Linked DNA regions of Callithrix jacchus: region 2 is linked to region 1. The links are chromatin contacts, called in public Hi-C maps. All regions are on one chromosome and are shown on one strand. Each heading gives the region's core, a stretch centred on a gene start, on an enhancer-like site or on the middle of the called end of the contact. The rest is flanking DNA. Distances are from core to core; before and after follow the strand shown. Region 1 has its middle 29 kb from the start of TRIM29. Region 2 overlaps POU2F3 (POU class 2 homeobox 3).

The links. Hi-C and Micro-C count contacts between places; a contact is called where the count stands out from the background.
Region 2: a contact with region 1 is called in a Hi-C map of skeletal muscle, with 8 times the contacts expected there. The contact joins two enhancer-like sites. A contact is called at or near these places in 3 of 3 Hi-C or Micro-C datasets (induced pluripotent stem cells and skeletal muscle).

The regions. Positions count from the first base shown.
Region 1 is chr10:19,813,584-19,818,589 of calJac240_pri, forward strand. It overlaps the pseudogene LOC128929057. Among named protein-coding and RNA genes, the nearest start is that of TRIM29, 29 kb to the left of the region's middle. Within about 2 kb of position 2,403, at least 4 of the 16 cell types and tissues checked have an H3K27ac peak or open chromatin away from gene starts, as enhancers often do.
Region 2 is chr10:19,947,511-19,952,516 of calJac240_pri, forward strand. It overlaps POU2F3 (POU class 2 homeobox 3), which reads left to right. Exons shown (of 13, transcript XM_017977610.5): 5 at 275-377; 6 at 2,892-2,974. Among named protein-coding and RNA genes, the nearest start is that of TLCD5, 24 kb to the right of the region's middle. Within about 2 kb of position 2,656, at least 3 of the 16 cell types and tissues checked have an H3K27ac peak or open chromatin away from gene starts, as enhancers often do.

The DNA of each region.
Region 1 (5,006 bases), core at 1,153-3,652:
TAATCACTCCAAACATCAGTTTCTTATGTGTGTAGTTGAATGATAATTCACAGTAGTATGGTATTGTTCTGAAGGTCAGAGGAGCATCTATGCTTTGTAAACTGCACAAATATGAGTCCTCCTAGTTGTTATCAGTGACTGGTGAGGATGGCAGATGGTGAAGCTGGCCACATAGGCACAGAGGTTATTGCCAGCAACCAGGGCAGATGGAAGCCTCTGGGGTAATTCTCTGAGAGTTAAACTAGGTAGTGAAACCCACACAGGAAGGGTATAGAGGTGGCCCAAGAGACTGTAAGTTTGAAGCTGAAAAGATTTGGAATCGTCCAAGTTTAGTCACAGCGACAAGGGCGTATATAAAGAGGCAGGACTGGTCTGTGATCATAGCTGGAAATGAGAAGCCCAAGCCTTTGAGCCCTGTTTGGAGAAAAGCTGGGGTAATCAAAAAGCGAGGGTTGGCAGGAAGCCAGAAAAAGACGGAATGTTTCTTTTTTTTTTTTTTTGAGACGGAGTTTCGCTCTTGTTACCCAGACTGGAGTGCAATAGCGCGATCTCGGCTCACCGCAACCTCCGCCTCCTGGGTTCAGGCAATTCTCCTGCCTCAGCCTCCCGAGTAGCTGGGATTATAGGCACGCGCCACCATGCCCAGCTAATTTTTTGTATTTTGAGTAGAGACGGGGTTTCATCATGTTGACCAGGATGGTCTCGATCTCTTGACCTCGTGATCCACCCGCCTCAGCCTCCCAAAGTGCTGGGATTACAGGCTTGAGCCACCGCGCCCGGCCAAAGACGGAATGTTTCTATGAGATCCAGCAGTTCTAGGAGAGCCCTACAGCGAACAGGGACACTTCCCGCACCAGGAGGCATGTTCTGTTGGAGGACAGGGGACTTCATGGGGTCTCCCTGAGAACTTCCGGTGACACTTTACAAGGATGGAGGAACCATCATTTGTTCTGAATCCAAGCCCACTGAGGAGCCTGGAGACCTAGTCAGCATCCCAGAGAAGCACCATGTTTGGCAGACCCGCATATTGGAGACCCTTTCCATTCATCACAGTCACAGCTAACACGCTTGGTGCGGGCACCGTTCTAGCACATGTCTGCCAAGTATTTGTAAGGGTGTCTCACAACAGCTCTGCGAGAACCTTTCAAACTGCGCTGACGTTATGGTTTCTTCTTCAGTCTCCTGGAAGTTTATCATGAGTCAGTTCCTCGAAGACAGACTGCCTCTGATTCTACAGACAGAAGCAAGCTTCGAGGTCTGAAAGCAGTGAACGGACTACAGATTGCGGTGACCCCAGCCCCCACATACACACGCTCGGGGCTGCTCCCTTTAGAGGGCCTGACGTGGAGTCCAGCCAGGCACCCGACTGGCGTCTCTACATTGGCTGTGGACATAGTGGTGGTGGTGATGGTCACAGCTTACCCATGATGTGGCAGATCTGGTGAGAGCCTCAGGCTGGGAACACCTGGGGTGGGGAAGGGACCTCCGAGAAGGAAGACGGTCTTCGGTCCATCAAGTGATGACCTGAGGAGGCTTCCGGGAGTCAGGAGGGGCTGGACCAGCGCCCGAGTCCCACATATATGTGTAACGCACTGGAGTTTGCACTTGCGTGACCCTGTCACCATCACCTCCTGGACTTCTCAGCAGTCTCCCCACTGCTCTCCGTAGAGTAACTCCAGCTCACCCCAAGTCACCCTCTACCCAGCAGCCAGAGGGATCTTTCCGAACATAAATTCCCTCTTCCATCATCACACCCTGCCCAACCTCAGTCCCTTCAGGAGAGAGACCCAGGCCTTGAGACGGTCGACGGTCCAAACCCTCCAAAGTCTGGCCCGGTCGCGGCACCCTGGGACCCCAGCGCATAGAGAGCGCTTAGGTCGTGAACGACTCAGCCGAGCGGCACCGGCGCACCTGGGAAGCGCACCGAGGGAGCCAGCTCCAGCTGACGCGCTGCATGAGCGGAGTCGTCCTTCTCTCCACCGCGAATGCCCGCAGGATGCGAGCGAAAGACCCGCCAAAGGGACGCCGAGGGGGCGCAGTTGGGGCGCGGAGGTGGGGGCGTGAGGCGCGGAACGGGCACGGGGTGGGGGCGGTGAGGCCAGGAGGGTGCGCGGAGGTGGGGGCGTGAGGCGCGGAGGAGGCGCAGTTGGGGCGCGGAGGTGGGGGCATGAGGCGCGGAGGGGGTGGCTTGAGGCGCGGAGGGGGCGCAGTCGAGGCGCGGGACGGGCACGGGGTGGGGGCGGTGAGGCGAGGAGGGTGCGCGGAGGTGGGGGCCTGAGGCGCGGGGCGAGAGCGCGCCCCAGTGTGGCCAGGCGGAGAGGCGCGGCCGCCCGGGCAGTGGGGGCGGTGGGAAGCGCGCGGCCCCCGCGCTCTCAGCGTTCCCTGGCCTGCCCCGGCTAGCTCGGCTTTGATGGCTGCTTCCGCTCCCCATAAAGGCGTGTTTCACGGCCAACGCTGGCCCGGGCTTTACGTCCACCCTCGGGCTCCCTTTGAGCGGCAGAGGGCCGCGGTGAAATCCCCGTCCGACCGGGCCGTTCTGGCTCTAGAGGGAGGCCCAGGGAGCGTGTGCCGGCGGCGTGCTCGGTGCCGGGCTCCGTGCCGAGCCCTGTTCGTTGCTAATCCCGGTTTCTGGCCCTGGGTCCGTTTCCCTGGCCCTGGCCCTGGCCCCGGCCACTTCCCCTCTTTGCGCGTCGGCACCGTGTTTATTAGTTCATTTCCCATCCCCACACCAAGCACTGCCTGGCACAGAGCGGGCACTCGGCAAAGACTTGCGGGATGAGCAGACGAGCACATCTAATGCTCGCAGGCGCCCTCTGCGGTGGGCGCTTACTACTTCCTCGGGAGGGATCTGGGATCCGCGAGGGGCCCCTGCCCAGAACCGTGCAGCCTGTGGAAGGCAGCGGGCGCCGGGATGCCGACTGGATCGGATGAGCTTCTCGGGAGATTCCCAGAGCTTGGTGAACAGAGAGTCTGCCCTGACGGTCAGGCCTAGCCCCACCGTCAATAGCAGCCCTAGGCGGAAGGGCTAGGAGAGGCGGAGGGGCCGCCCTGTGGAAGTGGCGTCCGCAGTGCCGAGCTCCTGTGCCTGGGAGGACGCGGGCGCTGGGCGACCCGCAGGCAGAGCTCCCTCGCTTTCTCACAGCTCGGCTCGCGGGAAACCACGCTGCCCCCTCGGCACAGTGAAGACAGGCAATGGCTGCTCCTAACAGAGGCCTGGCTGGGGAAGGGGCGCTGACACCCCGGAACCCCCTGGGCCCTCTGGAGGATGGAGCGTGGGGGGGGGGGGGCGGGGAGCTCTGTCTTGACCACACAGATGCAACCCATTCTTGGCACACCGGCGTACCTTGCCCGCAGATAGCGCTCTGCTCTCGTGGAGAGGTCACAACTTCCAGCCAACCCTCTGACCAAGGCTCTCTGCCTCTCCCAAGGAGCCCCCAGCACACTGGGTTTCCTCACCACCTGCCTCCATCTCCCTAAGCCCTAACTACTCATCGGAACCTGGAGCTCCCTTCCCTGCCCCAACTGTCCCTCTGTGGACCCCATTACACTACTTTCTGTCTAGCCCAACTGCCCTATCCTTTATGCAGGCTGTCAGGGGCAATGGTGGTGAGCATGGGTTATGGAGTCAGATCGCCTGGGTTCAAATCCTGGCTCCGCCATCTTCTGAGTGTGCGACCTTGGGCCAGTTCCTTTATTTCTCTGACTCAGTTTTCTCATCTGTAAAATTGAAGGAATGGTGGCATCCATCTCATAGGGTGGCTGTGAGGGTTAGAGGGCACACTGCTACAGGCACAGTGAACGTCAGCTCTTGTTGCCAGCCTCCCCCGACGCACAGCACGCGCAGCTTAGTAACTTTACCCTCACCCAACACGTAACGCTAACTTGTCCCTCCTAATGACCTGTCCCTCATTTGGCTTGTCCACGAACTGTGGTTCCTCAATCTCACCACAGGGTGTCTCCACGCCACTGCTCACCAGCCACCCGAGGCCCGGGCTACTGGCTGAGGCCCTCCTGCTCCTGGGGGTCCTGTTTGCGCCTGTCTTGTCTTCAGTGGGGACAGGCTCTGACTCCTCTGGGAAGCTGAGGGCTGTCACTGACCTGCACCCCCTGCCTTGTTGGGGTCAGCGGAGTGGCTTGGAACAAAAGTGCCGCTTTCCACGTGGCGTCCTCTCTGCCTATCCATAGTTGCCCCACACTGTTGTCAGGAGTCTCAGCCAGCGCCTCAGTTCATGATATTCACGGCGACATAGCTGTGGGGAGATCCCACGCCCTCCCATGCGGGGGCATTGACCTGCCTGGAGAGAGGGGCTCTTGCCACCCGCGCGGGGCCCCTCCCCAGCCTGGCTTGGTAACTGTGGACATCTGTGCTGCTTCCTCTTCTCCGCAGCCCATGCTGCCGTGAGTGTTCCCCTGTGAGGGTCATTAGAAGGGGGTTAATTACCTCCTTTTGGAAGTTCCAATGAGACCATGTAGGTGAAAAACATCTTGCAAACTCTTTATTGCAATAAAAATGTTGCTTGCCAAAAATAGGGAAACGGGGGCTAGGTCAAATGACTGTCCCAAAGCCACAGAGCAAGTCAGTGGTGGCCGCAGGCTTCCTGATCACAATCTAGCGATTCTCCCAAGAAATTGACTGGGGTGGCCTCCTCTGTGTGGACCTAGTCCAGGGCATTGAAAGGGCTCAGAACAGAGATCCTGGGGAGGAGGAGGAAGCTGGGGATGAAGGAGTTAAGGGGACCCGAAAGCGGGGATAGCTGAAGGCTATTAACAGAGGAATGAGAGGATGAGGCCAGCAGGGGCCTGGCTTTGATTAGGCCCCCATGGCCATCTGGAGAACCAGACACTGGAGATGCGTTGGTTTTATGGGTTCAGATGACATAAATTATAGGGGCATTAATGGGGCAGAGGGGTTCTTCCCTCAGCGCTTCTGAAAGAGGTTGCATGGGGGGCCCTCTTTCCTAGTAACCAGGGCCAACCCCATCTCCTCCAGCCTCTGCTGTGTCTCC
Region 2 (5,006 bases), core at 1,406-3,905, 130 kb after region 1:
AGTCTAGTTGGGAGACAGGACTGACACATACAGAAATTAACTCAGGAGGCAAGAGTTAAGTAACATTCTGTCATACAGACTCCTAGGCTGAGTGCAGAAGCTGTAACAATACCAGCATTAATGGAGTAGCTACTGTTTGCTAGACACTGGAGTACAAGGTCAGCCTGCAAGCTCTCTGGGTCTGGAGACCCCTAGGACAGATGCCTGGCAGGCAGATGGGGCTGATGTCCTAGCTTGTAAATTCTGTGATGTGTGTTTATCTCTCCATGTGTAGGACATGGCTTCCCTCCATCCGCTCCAGCAGCTTGTGCTGGTTCCCAGCCACTTACAGTCTGTATCCCAGTTCCTGATATCTCAGACCCAACCTGGGCAGCAAGGTAAGAACCCTGGGGGTTTCCACATAGACCAAGTCTAGTCAAGCTGCTGCTGCTGCTTTTTGTTGAGTGAGAGGGGCCTAAGCGCAGGGCATGCATCCGTCACTTACCCTCTGGTATTAAGACCTACTTATCCACCCCACGGTCTGAGGAAGGAACCCTGGCAGTGCTCCTCCAGACTTAATCTCCTTTTCTGCTTGCCTTTCCCAGCCTCCTGTGGGGTGGTCTGGCCCACCTCCTCAATTTCATGGTGAGTTGAGACGGAAGGTGCAGGCGCGGAGGAGGGCTGTGCTGTATAAGGGAGGGGAAGCACCTGGGACCTGCAGCGCAGATAAGTCCCAATTCCTTGGAAATCTCTCCTGGACAGACTGCCTGCCTGGAAGCCTGGCTGTGATTCTATTTGGATAGAGCAGCAGTGCCACCCACAGGTTGTAGAAAGGGTGTTTAGGTTTGCTTTGGCAGGGAAGTTATTCCCAGAGAACTTCTCCCTGGCCAAGAGCAAATAGATTGAACCATTAATAAATAGCTAGCATTTCTTGAGCACAATGTGCCAGGAGCTCTGCTGAGTGATTTTTCTGACCTTGTGCCGTAGGTAGTCCTATTTTGCGTCTGGTGACTTACTGGGAAGTTTCAGAACTGTTTAATTGAGACCCCATACTCTTGGCCATCACACAAGTGGGACAGTGTTTCCCGTCCTACTCTCATCTCCACCAACTAGGGTCAAAAGCAATGGAGGAGGCCAGGCGCAGTAGCTCACACCTGTAATCCCAGCACTTTGGGAGGCCAAGGCGGGCAGATCACTTGAGGCCAGAAGTTCGAGACCAGCCTGGCCAACTTGGTGAAATTCCGTCTCCACGAAAAATACAAAAATTAGTCGGGTGTGGTGGTGCATGGGAGGTTGAGGCAAGAGAATCACTTGAACCTGGGGGGCAGAAGTTGCAGTGAGTCAAGATCAGGCCACTGCCCTCCAGCCTGGGTGACAGAGCCAGTCTCCAAAAAAAAAAAAAAAAAAAAAAAAAAGTGATGGAGGAAGAAAGGAAAAACTCTGTCCTGTTGTACAAATCCCAAGTAGAATAAATCCAGAATCAGAACAAAATGCAAGTCTACCTTCTGCCCTTAGCACCTGCACAGATACAGTCTCTATTCTTACAGTTTCCAAGGCATCTCAGAATATTATGGTGATGAATGAGACCCTATTGAATTTTTAAGTGTTTATTTCGGTTAAACAATACACATCATGCTCTTGGAATAGAAAAGGGAAGGTAACAGTTTAATTTGTTTTCAGAAGACGGGTGAGTGTCATGAAAATGGCCCAGGCATACAACCAATTAGGTCGGTGTACGATGCAGTGGTAGAAAGACACTTCCAAATTTAGAGTCAGAAAAATTTACTGGTTTTTTAAAAAGTCACTTACTAACTGTGTGTTTTTGGAAGTTATCTAACCTCTGTGAGCTTCCGTTTCCTCTTCCGTAAAAATGAGATGATAGCAAAGCTCTCTCTCGAGATTATTGAGAGTCACTTGAAATAATGCATGTGAAAAGGCTGCATCCATTTCACCCACAATGCCAGAATTGCCATTAGTACCTAAGCCTCTAAACTCCCGGCTCAGGATTCCTTATAAGTGTTTTCCTGCCCACGTATTTTAAAAATGTACAATGACGGCCTTTTTGAGACTGAAGAGCGTGAAGGTCAACATCAGCAGATGCTGTACATTGTGACCCAGAACAGCATAGGGACAACAGAGACCCCAAGATGCTGTCGAGTGATGAGCGATTGGGGTGACTGGGCCCTTGTTTGCTTTGGTGGTTTGATGGCCCCACTCCTGCTCTCCCAGCAGGGGTCTCCAGTGAGCCACCAGCCAGGCAGGGCCCTCTTGTAGTTTTCCTGGGAGGGAGAAGCAGGTACAATGCATACCGCCCAAGGCAGTTTCCAGAAGCTTGGCCCTTGACTTTCCCTCCTCTCTCAGCCCTCCCACCCAAGTATAAAATGTCCTGGTCAGTCACATGCCTCTCACTTTGGCCCACTGCCCTTTGGAGCTGTATGGTTGCATCTGCTTAGTCTGGCATCCTGGCAGATTTGGCTGGGCTTCTGTAGCCACCGTAGCTACTTCTTCTGCAGGGAAAGCTGAAATCCTCAGCCCCGGCTTGAATTCTCAGCAGCCACTCTACATTCCTTCCCTTCCTGGGTTTCTTCAGCTCTGGTAATCAGATCCCAGAGTAGATCCTCTTGACCCTCCTTAGCCTCTGCACCTCTCCAGACAGGCAGGCAGGAGGAAGGACTGGTTTGGGGACTGCTGTTTACATGCCTGGTTATCCCTGTATCGGCTTTGCCTCCACCTGTATGTGGCAATGCCTGGCAGTGCCTGGGGGGCCTCTCCATGGGGCTTGAGGTGGGTGGAGGAACCTGATTAGGTGACAGGGGATGGGAACAGTGATCATGGTGCCAAAGTGGTAGCACGTGTCTTTCAAATGGCCTGGATTTTATTCATCTGTTCCTTTGTCCTTCCCTTTCACCCAGGTCTGCAGCCAAATCTCCTCCCCTTTCCACAGCAACAAAGCAGTCTCCTCCTCCCACAGACTGGGCCCGGCCTGGCGTCCCAGGTAAACAACCCCATTCTTCCTGTTTCCTCTAGGAATGCTTCAGCTCTTGCTGGTTTCCTCCCTATCCCTTTAACAGGGCTCTAACCCCTCTGGGGAGAGGGGACAGCAGGGAACTATCCCTGTTGGCACAGAGGAAATCCAAGATATAGCAAGAGGGGACAATTTACCAAGTGTCACTGGTGGGGCCAGAATTAGAACCCAGAAATTCCAGCTCCCAGGCTAGCCTCCTTCGTGCTGTAGGCTCTGGACTCCAGCCCTGCACAGGTCCTAGCATTGCTCCTCTGAGAGCTGGGCTCAGCTAATTTCTCAGGCATAGCAAGATGGCCACCAATTCTACCTAGGTGCTCTCAGGCCCCAAGGGGGAGACTACAGTACCATAGGCCTGCCAGGTGCGGTGGCTCACGCCTGTAAACCCAGCACTTTGGGAGGCTGAGGTGGGCAGATCAGGAGTTTGAGACCAGCCTGACAAACTGGTGAAACCTCCTCTCTACTAAAAATACAAAAATTGGATGGGCATGGTGGCATGTGCCTGTAATCCCAGCTATTCAGGAGGCTGAGGCAGGAGAATCACTTGAACCCAGGAGGTGGAGATTGCAGTGAGCCGAGATTGAGCCACTGCACTCCAGCCTGGGCAACAGAGCAAGACTCTGTCTCAAAAAAAAAATACCACAGACCTAATGTCCCAGACCACAAAGCCAGTGCCTCTCACCTTTGGGCCACTATTCCAGATTGCCTCCTGCAGAGGGAACGTATGGGCTGAGGTCTGGAAGAGAGGCTGTTTGCAGAGCTGCCATGGTTCCACAGACCACCTTTCTGCCAATTAGGAAAAAGGCACCTCTTCTGGCCAGCTGCAGCCTCATGCCAGGGCGCACAGCTTGGCGACAGCAGCAAGAGCTGTATCTCAGCTGCCATTCCTCCCCTGATCTGGGTGCCCCTGTACAGTTAATAACCTGCACAGCTGCATGAGATGGCTCTGCACAGACGGTTGGGCAGAAAGGTTGGAAATGACTACAGAGATCTCTGTGCTGTGATCCCAGTGGCTCACGAAGAGCCCTGCCTTTTCTGAGGCCACTAAAAACACCTAGAGGGGAAGCACGCCATCTAGTGGTTAAAATGGGGACGCCAGCATCATGAGCTGCTCTTCACCCGCTCCTGGCAGCCCTCTCCAGAATCTCATAGTCATGGGTTACAGCTGGAAGAGATGTTAGAATATTCAAGATCAACTCTCATCTCTTGTGATATTTTGGCATTAAGAGACCGGTAGCAGAGAGACCACGTAGAAAATTATGAAGATTATCCAGGGGAGGGGTAGATGATTGAGGAGATGTTTTGGGAAGTTGAATCCGTGCAGTTTGGCAGTAGATTGGAGGTGAAAGGAGGAGGGAGAAGGTCTAGCAGAGAACTCCATAAGTATTTGTCAAATAAAAAAACAAATGATTTAATGAAAAGGAAGGAAAAGGAAGGTTCAAAGAGAACTGGGGCTTTGCTCTGAGGGTCTGGTCTATGGCACACCCTCCTCACATACCCCCTCCCTGCAAAGCAAGACAAATTCATGATAGTGTCAGACTATGCTATTCTGAAAGAACCCTCTTTGGGGGAAAGACTCCTAAACTTTTCTCTGGTCTTTTTAACTTCTTCATCATAAGGATGCCTGTCTGAGTGGTAAACCCAGATATCCCAGAAGAGAAGGAGTAATGTTAACCCTAATCTACAGAAAGCAAATTAAGTAGGAGAGAAGAGGTGTATTTAGCCCTCTGGGCTGGACACAGTGCCTGGACCCCTAGGCCCGGATTCCACTCCATCCTTGCAGAATGTTAGATGTCTTTAAGATTGGTTTCATTCCTGACCCCAAATGGGCACAATGTGGTTCTAGGTCTAAGGGTACATTTTCCTATGAAACTAAGCTCAAGAAAGAATATCTGGCTGGTCACAGTGGCTCATGCTTATAGTCCCAGCACTTTGGGAGGCCAAGACAGGAGGATTGCTTGAGCCCAGGAGTTTGAGACCAGCTTGGGCAACATGGTGAAGCCCC